Regions from separate parts of the Mus musculus genome. Here all the other regions are linked to region 2. Evidence: chromatin contacts called from public Hi-C and promoter capture Hi-C data. All regions are on one chromosome and are shown on one strand. The core of a region is the stretch at or near the end of the contact, and the rest is flanking DNA. Distances in the headings are between cores, read along the strand shown.

Region 1 (4,020 bases), core at 273-2,772, 780 kb after region 2:
CTATGGAACCCAGGGCAAGCACATGTTCCAGGCTGTCTTTCTCTTCCCAGAAAGGGGGAGAGTGCGGCCTTCTCAGGAACAAGAGGGCACTCGTGGTGGAGCTAGCCTGATGAACCAAGTCATTATGAGGAAAACTCAATAGCTCTAGACAGGCGATCTTGGCGCCGTATGTCAGTGCCAATGCTTTTAAGCCATGCGATTCTCTTAGGGCGCAAGGAATGTTTCTGCAGAATTGACTTCTTTTTTCCTGATTCTCCATTCTCCAATGGGTGGAGATTGGAAATCTGCAAACTGTGGCTTCAAAAAGGAAATGACAGAGAAATAGAGGAGGAAGAGGAGGAGGAAAAGGAAGAGGGAAAGGGAAGGGAAGGGAAGGGAAGGGAAGGGAAGGGAAGGGAAGGGAAGGGAAGGGAAGGGAAGGGAAATTATTGCACAAAAGCCCAAGAGCGAGTGTGGGCCTAACCTTGAAGCAGAGGGCATTTTAAAACAAGAAAAGTGACCTATAACTAGGTGCCAAGCTCAAGAGTTTCTGAGACTTTCAGAGTTTACCCCAGGACCAGCGCTTTGGAGTCGGTAAGTGGAGAGTTATTTAGTTTAATACACCTGGAGAAGCTGTCACAGAAGAGAAAGCCGCGTCTTCCTCCTACCAGCAAAAATAGCATTCTGCATCAAAGAAAGTTGAGGGAGGAAAGTGTTGCTCTATGAAGAGACCTCACCTCACATAGTCCGTGCGCTTACACGCTGGAGCTAAAGGGGAGCGGAGCCAGAGGCGGATTCCCTGCCCCACACTAGGGCGGTGGGCAACAGCACGGAGTGATTGATGCCAGCCGGGCCGCTTGGCTTGAGCTGGCTTCCCAGCGTTTGACCGCCTGTTCCTGCCAGTGGGAGCATCTCCTGCCCCGGCTCAGGCCGCCTTTCCACTCCTGCCTACCTAGCGCCAGGGGCTGTGACGGCTCCGCAGGACACGCTCCAACCGATGCCCGGGGGAGAGTAGAATCCTGGCTGAGTCATTTCGGAAGAGTCTTTGAACCTCAGTTTCCCCATTGGTAAGTGAAAGAACACCCAAGGGAGGAGGGTCTCTAGAGCTCTACGAGTTAGGTCCTCTTCTATTCCCACTCTCCGCCCGCACCCTACTTCTCCGCCTTACTACTAAAGAGTGGGCTTCTTACCCACAGAGGCGGCTCGGGTCTCCACGCAGAACCACAGAGCGACAGCTAGCAGCGCCTTGCTCTCCATCCTGCACCTCGCGCTGGGCACAGAGCCCAGTTCTCAGGCACAGACTCCTTCTCCGTCCCTGGCCCGCAAAGAAGTCACAGAGGCGGTATGCGCCCCCGCAGCGCAAGACCGGGGAGAGCGCGGGGCACCGGCGCCCTGGCTCCAGCCGCGGCTGCAGCGGTGTCCGCGGAATCGGGTCAGCCAGGTTATCCCGGCTGCGGGACACAGTCTGGGCTTTCAGTCCTGCCGGGTAGCGGTCCGCGCGATCTAAGGAAACACAGCTTACTCTCTTGGGGTCCTGAGGACTCAGGGCAGAAAGAGAGCGCCGGCTACACACTAGCGAATGGGGGCGGGGTCATTACCGGGAGGGGTGGGGACTCCCTGCGTCCGGCCACGCCCCCCACTGGATACCAGGTTTGGGTTTCCCGGTTTCCCACGCCCACTCCCCCACTACCCCGGAACTGTGCCGGGCGGCAAGTCGCATCTGAGAGCAAATCTGGACGCAGCTCGGTTTCTGGTGGAAGTAAAATGTAGCCAGTAATGGGCTCTGAGACACTTGCTGCCCCCAGCAACCTGGGAAGCATCACCAGAAACACGAGGCCCACTGCGCCCTCATTAGGAGCCTGCAAGTGCAGAACTCTCTTCGCCGCTGCACTGAAAGTCCCAAGGGACCAAAAATCCGCCCGCAGTTGGGAGCATGAAGACAAGAACCCCTGAACCTAGATGTACTCGGGGCACAAACTTGCAGTGAGTTGGTCAGTACTTGGAAGTTTTGTTTTATGGTGCTTTGGCCACCGCATCCCCCGCCCCGTCTGAATGTTTTAATTAGAAGATAGGCGCTTATCCAGGTTGCCAACGCCTCTACTGTTTTCTCGTCCATCTGGCAACTTTAAATCGTCCGAAGTTACCTGATTAGCCCTAGAAGACATTTCGGTTGTGAACTCCTGCCTGGCTCGGTCCAGAAAACCCATAGCAAGGAGATGCAGGGAGCTGGCGGTGGTCAGGGCTCCAGGGCAAATGCACAGAGAAGAGCCCCCGGTCCTTCTCCAGTGGCTGCTAGAGTGCTTTTGTCTACCCAGTTCCATGACCACGGTCCCCTACAGTAACTTTGGCCAGGCCCCTTTTCAGAGCTGACCTTTCAGCCAAGATATGCTTGGGGGGAAGAGAAGGGAGAGTTTCTTGCCAGAGGCGCCAGTGTAGGAACAAAGAGGAAACCGGTCCCATGTGAACAGTCCCCCCCCCCCCCCCAGCTATGTAGACTTCAAGTAGCGACTAGAGAGGAACAGCAGCCTTCACCCCTCGTTTTCTTTCCATTCCTTTCCTTCCACGCCTGGGAAATGACAACAAATATCTTGTGACATGTTTTACTCCTGGCAAAAACCAAATGCATTTAGAATGATAGTTTAAAGGACAGTCTTTCAGCCAGACAAAGAGATAAGATTATTGTCTCTACATCGGATCTAAACTACACTGATATGCATGATTAATGATGTAACATGGTGCTTTTCTTTAAAAAAAATAAGGGGGGAAACAGGCATGCTCCTTTATCACGTGCCTAAGCCTCAAGTATGGTGCCAGAAGCAGGTGGCAAACCAGGAGGGTTTGTAAAATCCAGGTTCACTATAAAAACATGTCAACACATAGCGAATCTATATAATAAAATTATACTTGAAGATCTTGGGCATGTTTGGTGTGGGCATCCTCATTTAGCAGAGGCATGCCTGGTCTGCTCACATTTAGCTTTGTTGTATATTCAGCTCCTCACGAATGAAAACTCCGTATGAAGGCTGCTTGGTGTACCTATCGACAGCGTTCTGAAGGTTCTGGCTTGTTCTTTTTATCGGTGTTCCCCTGGGTGTGTGGCCTCTTAGCTAAGAGGTGTATTTACTTGTGAACAGGGTAGAATGTTTAAGGAAACTTCTCTTGCAGAGAGTAAAACAAACTCAAACAAACCTCAGCAAAAGAGCCAAGGAGGGCTGTCAGATCTGGGTAGAGGGAGGGACGATGGATCCTGGATAGGCGAAGGTAGGTCTTCTCCATCCCGGTGGCCAGACAAGGCTTCTCTCGAAGCCTTATTTACAATTCTGGACACTTCCCCTTCTATGTTTTACTTAAGAAGACAGTGTCTCCTCTAATACAAACCAGAACCTGCAGGCCCGTGGTAATCGCCCCATTTAGAATTCTTAGAGGAAACGATGCGTCTTTGATTGGCTATGGCACCCAAATTTAACAGGATCTCAGTGAAATCAGCCTCCTATACTCCCTCCCTCCACACACATAGGGAAATACTTTACACTTGTTTTGGGCCTTTTTTTTTTTTTAAAGACAAGATGTGTTTTAAAAAGGAAGAAGAAAAGGAAAAAAGAGAGGGAAGGAGAGGGAGACGGTTCAGCTTGTGAAGTTTCAGTGCAAGCATGAAAACCTGCGTTTGAGCTTCCAAACTCACATTTTAAAAGGCTCATGTGGTGCCAACCTTGTTATCCCAGCACTGGGGAAGGAGAGATAGGAGGATCCCCAAGGCGCGCCAGCCCAAACGGAGATGAATCAGCTAGTGACCTTCAGGCCAGTAAGAGGCAGTGTCTCCCAGCTGAAGCTCTTGAGAAATGATACTCAAATATACCTCTGGCGGGACCATCAAAACTGGACCTCAACAGAGCAGGAGTGAGTGCGCGTGCGCGCGCACACACACACACACACACACTTGTTCAAGAGCATTCTCTATTTGACACAGACATAGATGAGCAGTAGGAAATGTTATGAGAAGTCCCCAGAAAGATCGCACTTTATAAATTCCAGGAAGTGCTC
Region 2 (3,850 bases), core at 933-3,432:
CCAACCTGTACAAAATGGTCCTATATTTGTGAAGAGGGACGTAAGATAAAACGATGTTATACATCGATATGTATATATCTGTTGCTATGTAGACTTGGAGAATACTGCCAAAATGTGTATGACAAGCTGTATCACTGCCTTTGTTTATATTTTTTTTAACTGTGATATTCCCCACAGGCACGTTAACTGTTGCACTTTTGAATGTCCAAAATTTATATTTTAGAAGTAATAAAGAGAAAAATACTGACATGTTCCCAACATGGTGGTGTGGTAAGTGTGTGAGAGCGACTTACTCCATAGGAAGGGTCTTCCAATACAAGATGGCTTCCAGATACCCCTGTTCATGTTTTGTTTTAAAAAGTGTAAATGGAGATCTTTATATTTCAATAAATGATTTATTATATATGACTTAACGTTATGAAGGTCTACCACTTCTTTCGCTTTGTTTTTTAGTTTGGTCAGAATTCCACCCAACCCTCTCTCTAATGTTCATCCTGTTGTTAGTTTGAGGCAGGATCTTGTTGTATAGCTCTGGTTGGCATTGGGCTTTCTGATTCTCCTGCTTCAGCCTCCAAAGTACTGGTATCATAGACATCTAGCACAATGGCCATCTTTTCCTCCTCCTCCCCCTCCTCCCCCTCCTCCCCCTCCTCGTCGTCCTCCTCCTCCTCCTCTCCTTCTTTTCTGAATAGACTCACTAGTTAGTAAAGCAGTTTTCGGCTTACAGGACATTTGAGTGGAAACTGGAGATCTCCCATATCCCAGTTGGCATCACACACGAGTAGCTTCCCCGTCTCTATGGTAACCTATCAGCATGTACACTGATGAGCCTGCATCCCTGCGCCATCACCTGTGCTGTGCTTGAGCATCCTCTGTTACGTGCAGGCAGGTTTATGTGCTTCACATTCGACAGCCTCCTGGTATCTCATCAGATAAATTAGTGCAATTAATTAATGCAGATTATTCTCTTAATAATTGGAAAATAGGCCCCCTGTTTCAGAATAACTCCCAATTTCAGATAGCCAAATGACCTCAGAGTGAGACCGCCTACAGATCCAGGCCTGTATCCTTCAGCACAAGGCTGTTCATTGAGTATTGGCTCCACCTTGGTTCAGCCCAGGAAGGAGCTGGATTCCTGGGAATAATAACATGTCTGTCTGAACAGCAGCTACACAGTTCCGTCCTCTAACAGACAGTCCTGTCTAATTTATCTGCTCTAGTGTTTTCGTTTTTTTTTTTAATTAGGGGATTAAAAACTTCTAAAATGTACCATTTACACTTCTTTTGAGTCTTGCAATAAGCTTTTAAATATTCCTACCAAGGCAGGGAAGACATCTCATAGGTGTAGAAACGAAGGACCCCAAGACTAATGTAACGATAGCACTAGGATTAGCAATTCCAAATATATGAATTCCACTATTATTTGCATGATGAGCCAGAAAGAAAGCAAGAGATACTGAGAATATCAGCATGCAGAAGTAGCTTGCCTGGATCCTTTGATTTTTCAAAGACAAGTGATGGACAAGTTCAGCCTGGAGAAACTACTCTATGTGTTTGTAATCAGAGCCTTTCTTTTTCAGGCTGAAATACACCAGGTCTAATAATGGCCATTGTGATTTTAATAGTGGCGTGCTTCATGAAAAGCAACTCAGGAAAATGGCCTACCCTATGAGAATCCATCATAAGCCTGGCAATTTCCCTCAGGATAACAGCAACAGAAATGTTTCATTATCTTCAACTCCAAATACACATAAAGGCTAAATCCAACAGCATATAATGGTAGCAGTGTTTATAATAGAGACAATTGTTTCATCTCATAGGAAAATGTGTGTGAAAGTATATGTGTGTTCTTAATTAGCTGTCTATAGCATCCTGTCCCACCTGGAGACATGAGTAGCACCCACGTCCTAAAGTATAATGGCGATAACTTCCCAACTAAGTTCATATGCCAGTAATGGTCCATCATTCATACAAAGAGGAGGGAGACGTTGAGGACAGATGAGGGGAACATATTTGCTTCCCCTGCCCCAATTCTGGTTTATAGGCTAATTGGAATTTTTAAAAGCTTTGCCACATTAGCCCGGCAGATGGCATTTTGCTTCATCATTGTTCATGGGTATTAATGACTTCCCCCTGGAGCTTGTGCATCCTGTCTGTTTTGAATTTCATCACATTTCACACGAACTGCTCCAAACAGAATCAGAACCAGGCTTTTCTCTGCAGAGACTGGGCTGGAGATTGGTTTGGTCTATGTAAGTTGGAAGCCTGATCAGGATGAAGCTGAAATAAAAGGAGGCTTTTGTGGGCCTGGGCTTGGCTCTTCTGTCGTCTCACGCATGTTTTGTTTAGCTGGCTCTCCCAACGGGCTCCCGGTTGAATCAGGTGTATACAGAGCCACTTCCAGAGTGAATGCATCCTCATGAGTCTGGGATGATCACACCTCTTTTCTTCCTCCCTCAAAAGGCTGTGTTTGGTTTTCCCATGAGAGCACGGTGCTAGGCCAGCCACAGGAAGCCATTTTTAAAATTAATTCTCTCCAAGAATATTTATTATAGAACAGACTCCTCTTTGTGTAGTTGATCTCTAAAATGTGTAGGCCTAAATGAGGAAGCTTGCAGACTTTTTTCCAACCAGCTCATGATCCAAGGGGACCATTACATCACATAGAACAGCAGGATAGAACATCGCGGTTGGAGACCACACGCCTTGCTTGGAGTAATGAGAAGTGTAAGGTAGTGTAAGAACCCAGAGTGCTGCTCGCTGAGTGCTGTTCACTGAGTGCTGCTCGCTGAGTGCTGCTCGCTGAGTGCTGCTCGCTGAGTGCTGCTAGCTGAGTGCTGTTCACTGAGTGCACCCGATGAAGCTGAAGCTTTTCCGCATGTGGGGAATACACATAGGCAAGGGGCCGAGGGCTGGGAGCTGGCAGCTTTGTCTATTTCAGATGCTATCTTTGTTCTAGTTCCGGACAGTTCCAAGGCATCTGCATATCTCTTTCCACACTTATCCCTCCAGGTTTCAACTGTACTGAGCAGGGCATTGGTTTAGGCCCTGGGATTCAGCAATTATTACAGACGATAAAACCGCTGCATTGTGTCTATAGTGCCTCCCCCACAGCACAGGACAGCACTGTTAGAGTTACAAAGGCAGTGTCTCTCTCTGGGGGCAGAGGCTGTCAGGCTTGCTTGCAGCTTATTGTAGAGTCTAGAATTTCTCTTGTAAAAAAGGGATTTTTACGCTAGTGTGTGTGTGGTATGGTGTGTTTGGTGTGTGTGTGTGGTATGGTGTGTGTGTGTGTGTGTGTTGTGGTGTGTGTACATGTGTAGGTATGTGTAAGTGAGTATACTATGTACCTGCAGAGGTCAGAAGTCTTGGATCCACTGATGCTGAGGTTAGAGGCCATTGTGAGCTGCTGAGTGTGACTGGAGCTGAAGTCAAAGGTCATTTTGAGCCACTCAATTGAGTGTGGATGGAAATTGAACTTGGGTCCTCTGCAAGAGCAGAATACACTCTTAACTAATGAGCCATCTCTTTTGCCAAGACCTGTGTGTTACTGAGGATTCTCTAGAGTCACAGAACTTATGGAATGTCTCTCTCTATAAAAGGAATTTCTTGTAATGACTTACAATCTTTAGTCCAACTAACACAACAATGGGCAGCTGTGAATGGGAAGTTCAAGAATCTAGTAGTTGCTCAGTCCCCCAAGGTTAGGTGTTTCAGCTGGTCTTATGTGTAAGCTGGAATCCTGACGAAGTAGGTTCCAACAGATGTGCTGGCAAGTAAGTGCAAGAGGATGAAGAAGAGTGAGTCCATATATAGGCCTCCAGTATAAGATGTGGCCCAGATTAAAGGT
Region 3 (3,825 bases), core at 129-2,628, 660 kb after region 2:
CCATTGAAATGGTTTTACCAAAACCATAGCAAGACCAGCATCAAAGCCCAGTAAACATCCCTGAACCTCACATCCTCAAGTGTTCCAGGTAAGAGGATTGTGAGACGCGGTCACCCATGAATAACTGTGTCAGCTCACCTGATTTTACAGCTGAGATTGTATTGCGGTGGCCTCTCGACTCTCGCTCATCAGAGTCATGCGATTTTGCCAAATATCGTCCATGGGACCAGTTATCTTACGCTGAAGAGTGTTCTCCCTCTACAGCTGACTCAAGTGTTGTTCTAAAGAGTGGACCTCGGCCCTTGCTGAGTCACTATGCCTGCTAACATTATTCCTGGCTCCAGGTAGGCACTGCACAAAGATTTCTCCTTTAAAAAAATACCAGCCTGTTACCTCCCGCAGCTAAGGGTTCATCGGTTCCGTGCATCTTCGCTAACATTAGCAACTGGTGATTTTTGTTAACCAAGAGGGCCCAACAGGCTCTAAACTAGTGGTTCTCAATCATCTAGATGCTGCAACCCATTAACACAGTTCCTCGTGTTGTGGTGATGCCCAACCATAAAACTATTTAGTAGCTACTTCCTAACTGTAATTTTGCTACTGTTATGAATCATAACATAAGTATTGGATGTGTAGGATATCTGAAAGGAGACCCCCAAAGGGGTTGCAACCCACAGGTTGAGAACCACTGGTTTAAACAAACATGGGTGAGTTTCACTACGGGCCTTGTGCTGGTTAAGGCCAGTGTTCAGCTCTGTTGAAAGGCACATCTGCAATGTTCCCCCAAAGGTTCTTTGGTTAGGGGCCTGGCTCCCAAATCAGGACTCTTGAGAGGAGCTGGAGACCTTCAGTTAAGGCCAGGAGGGAGGCCCTTGGGAAGGAGTAGATCTAAACCATCCCGGTCCCTTGCAAGCCTCTGGTGTTTGACGATGTGACTCCAGGATAGTGGGGCTGGTTTGAGAGAGGACAGAAACTCCAGAGTATGGACTGAACTGCTACATGTAGGTGGCCGGGAGGTGGCCAGGAAGGTTAGTCCTGCATCTGCTCTACTCTTTGTTTCTACAGCCACACCTTCACTGTGTGGCCAAGACCAGTCTCTCCTCCCCCGAGCTGCTTCCATGAAGTCATTTTGCACACACAGATGCAAAATGTAACGATAAGTGGACTCATGGGGGTGGTACTCTTACACGTGGACTCATGAGGGCGGGGTGCTCTCCCACATGGGCTCATGGGGGACGGTGCTCTCATACATGAGATCATGGGAGAGGGTGCTGTCACACATGGGATCAAGGGGGTGGTGCTCTCCCACATGGGCTCATGGGAGAGGGTGTTCTCACAGACTCCATTCCTCTCTCCTTTGCTTCCTGGCCTGTGGTGAGCCATTTGACTGCATCATGATGCAGTACTTCCCCAAAGGCCCAATGCAGGGTATTAACTGTGAACAGGAACTTCCAGAGGTGTAGGCCAAAATAAACCTTCCTCTCTATAAGTTCGTTATCCCAGCTCTTTCCTATAATTAACTAACACGAGCGCCAAGCAAAAAGCCTCCTCTAAGCAGGTATTTGGAAACTGGGGGAGGGAGGGGTCTTGTTTTGCTTAGGTTACAAAGAATCTGGCAGGTGGGGGATCCACCTTAGGGATGGTGACCCATCCTTAAACAGTGCCCGGATCCTCGTGGACACTAGGAAGCTGCTAGAGATCCAGCCATCACATCTGAGTTCTAGACAGAAGAGTGAGAACAGCAAGGTCAAATGGTATGTTTCATGAACTTGACACCTACCGCTCCCCCACCCCCAGCCCCAGTCCCAGATACACACAAGGGAATTTGTCTAGGAAGTTCCACACAATGTCTGCATTTTTCACCAATAAACAAGGAAATTTTGATCATGCCTACTGTCTTAGTCAGGGTTTCTATTCCTGCACAAACATCATGACCAAGAAGCAAGTTGGGGAGGAAAGGGTTTATCCAGCTTACATCTCCACACTGCTGCTATTCATCACCAAAGGAAGTCAGGCCCGGGACTCAAGCAGGTCAGGAAGCAGGAGCTGATGCAGAGGCCATGGAGGGATGTCACTTACTGGCTTGCTTCCCCTGCCTTGCCAAGCTTGCTTTCTAATAGAACCCAAGACTTGGTACCAGCCCAGAGATGGCACCACTCACAACAAGTTCTTCCTCATTGACCACTAATTGCATTACAGCTGGATCTCCTGGAAGCATTTCCTCAAGGGAGGCTCCTTTCTCTGTGAAAACTCCAGCCTGTGTCAAGTTGACACACAAAACCAGCCAGTACACCTACCTGCAAGGGAAGCTGTGAAATGTGAGGTTGTTTTGGTATTTCTAAGCTTAGGCACATGGCTCCTCCCAAGGACAGAGCTCTGTTAACTCCAAAGAAGATGCAAGAGGAGGGACAGACTTGATTAAACCAAGGGAGATCCAGAGAAGGTTCCCTCTGGGTTAGAGGCCTTGGGTGCTGAGAAGCACAGGTAAAGCTGTGTGGGGCCACTTGTCCTGCAGAGAGAAGATTGTACAGTTCTGCACCACATTTTCAGATAGGGACACAGAGTAGCTCTCTTGAGAAATAGGACAATTAGGAGCCTGGGAGATGGCTCAGTTGGTGAGTGAGTGCCACTCAGGCATGAGGACCTGAGCTCAGATTCCTAGCACACATGTAAAAATCAGGTCGTGGTTGTGGCTGCTCCTCCAAAGGACCCAGGTTCAATTCCCAGCAGATCATAACATGGCAGATCATAACTGTCTATAACTCCAGTTCTAGGGGAGCTGGCACCGTCGCAAGACAGACATGTAGGTAAAACACCAATGCACATTAAAAAGTAAATAGATCTCTAAAAAAATAAGAAAGATGGGCAAATAGTTTTTAAAAAGAAAAGTCAGGTAGTGATAGGCAAATCTATAACCCTGCATTGGAGGAAGGAGAGAGAGAGAGAGAGAGAGAGAGAGAGAGAGAGAGAGAGCGAGCCTAGGCTCACTAGCCAGTCAAGCTGAAACAGCAAACTTCAGGCTTGAGAGAGAGAGACTTTGTCCCAAAATAAGGAGGATGGGTTGGAGCGGCAGAGAAGGCGCAGCAGCACACCCGGGGTGGGCTCCTAGCACCCACATCAGAGAGCTTACAACTGCCTGTGACTCCAGTTCTAGACCACCCAAGTCAATCTTCCGGCTTCTGTGGGCACCAGGCACACACGTTTCACACACACACACACACACACACACACACACACACACGATTAACATTTTAAAATTAGGTGGAAACTAAGGAGAATATTGAAATATTGTCAATCTCTGGCCTCTATATACATGCTCACCTACACACATAGATACGCATGTAAACATACATACACATGTGGTCCACCTAAACATACCTGCACATGTAGACACACACTGCAAACAGACACATGTGCTGCACTTACACACGCATGATGTGCACACATGTGCCTCACGTAGAGACACACACATACACACCCATATGATATGATACCCTATCTCCTCACCCTCATTCTTTCTTTAAAAGATAAAATTAGGGAGACAAGAAGAATGCAGGATGAGGAAGAGGAGGAGGAGGAGGAGGAGGAGGAGGAGGAGGAGGAGGAGAAGGTTAAATGCTTTAAGTTCAGACAGTGTAGTCAGCTGTGGGTCTAGAAAGTTCTCTTTATCTGTATATTCTTTGTCCTGTTACCGCCCCTCTCCTGGGTCTTTGCTCAGCTCTCAAGGAGTGTGCAGATGTTTTAACAGGTATAGGAGGGAAAGCAGTTATAATCCACCCTGCAAAGCTGCCACACAGAACGGGGACTCTCATTTATAAAGCACCT

What was found. Promoter capture Hi-C pulls out the DNA fragments that hold promoters and counts their contacts. A called contact is a pair of places that touch in the nucleus more often than the background predicts.
Region 1: a promoter capture Hi-C map of hippocampal neurons shows a contact between it and region 2, with 3 times the contacts expected there. The contact joins the promoter of Kdr here to the enhancer-like site in region 2. A contact is called at or near these places in 8 of 39 promoter capture datasets (HPC-7-derived erythroid cells, embryonic stem cells, hematopoietic stem and progenitor cells and 4 more), 1 of 484 Hi-C or Micro-C datasets (cortical neurons), 2 of 115 datasets of contacts at active chromatin or transcription factors (craniofacial prominence and neural tube) and 1 of 9 other capture datasets (embryonic stem cells).
Region 3: a contact with region 2 is called in a Hi-C map of the HPC-7 cell line, with 6 times the contacts expected there. The contact joins two enhancer-like sites. A contact is called at or near these places in 3 of 39 promoter capture datasets (HPC-7-derived erythroid cells, hippocampal neurons and liver), 72 of 484 Hi-C or Micro-C datasets (the Ba/F3 cell line, CD8 T cells, ECoMG myeloid progenitors and 48 more), 9 of 115 datasets of contacts at active chromatin or transcription factors (VIP interneurons, acute myeloid leukemia, embryonic basal ganglia and 5 more) and 1 of 9 other capture datasets (embryonic tail).

Annotation. Positions count from the first base shown.
Region 1 is chr5:75,976,933-75,980,952 of GRCm38.p6, forward strand. Kdr (kinase insert domain protein receptor) reads right to left here and starts at 1,523. Exons shown (of 30, transcript NM_010612.3): 1 at 1,170-1,523. The coding sequence starts at 1,236. It overlaps Gm32727 (a long non-coding RNA gene), which reads left to right and starts at 400. Exons shown (of 3, transcript XR_868500.2): 1 at 400-1,046.
Region 2 is chr5:75,197,794-75,201,643 of GRCm38.p6, forward strand. It overlaps Pdgfra (platelet derived growth factor receptor, alpha polypeptide), which reads left to right. Exons shown (of 23, transcript NM_011058.3): 23 at 1-413. Among named protein-coding and RNA genes, the nearest start is that of Mir7025, 23 kb to the left of the region's middle. Within about 2 kb of position 2,183, at least 9 of the 459 cell types and tissues checked have an H3K27ac peak or open chromatin away from gene starts, as enhancers often do. A contact at or near this core is called in the HPC-7 cell line and hippocampal neurons, where this site is marked.
Region 3 is chr5:75,858,268-75,862,092 of GRCm38.p6, forward strand. No RefSeq gene overlaps it. Among named protein-coding and RNA genes, the nearest start is that of Gm32727, 120 kb to the right of the region's middle. Within about 2 kb of position 1,379, at least 7 of the 459 cell types and tissues checked have an H3K27ac peak or open chromatin away from gene starts, as enhancers often do. A contact at or near this core is called in the HPC-7 cell line, where this site is marked.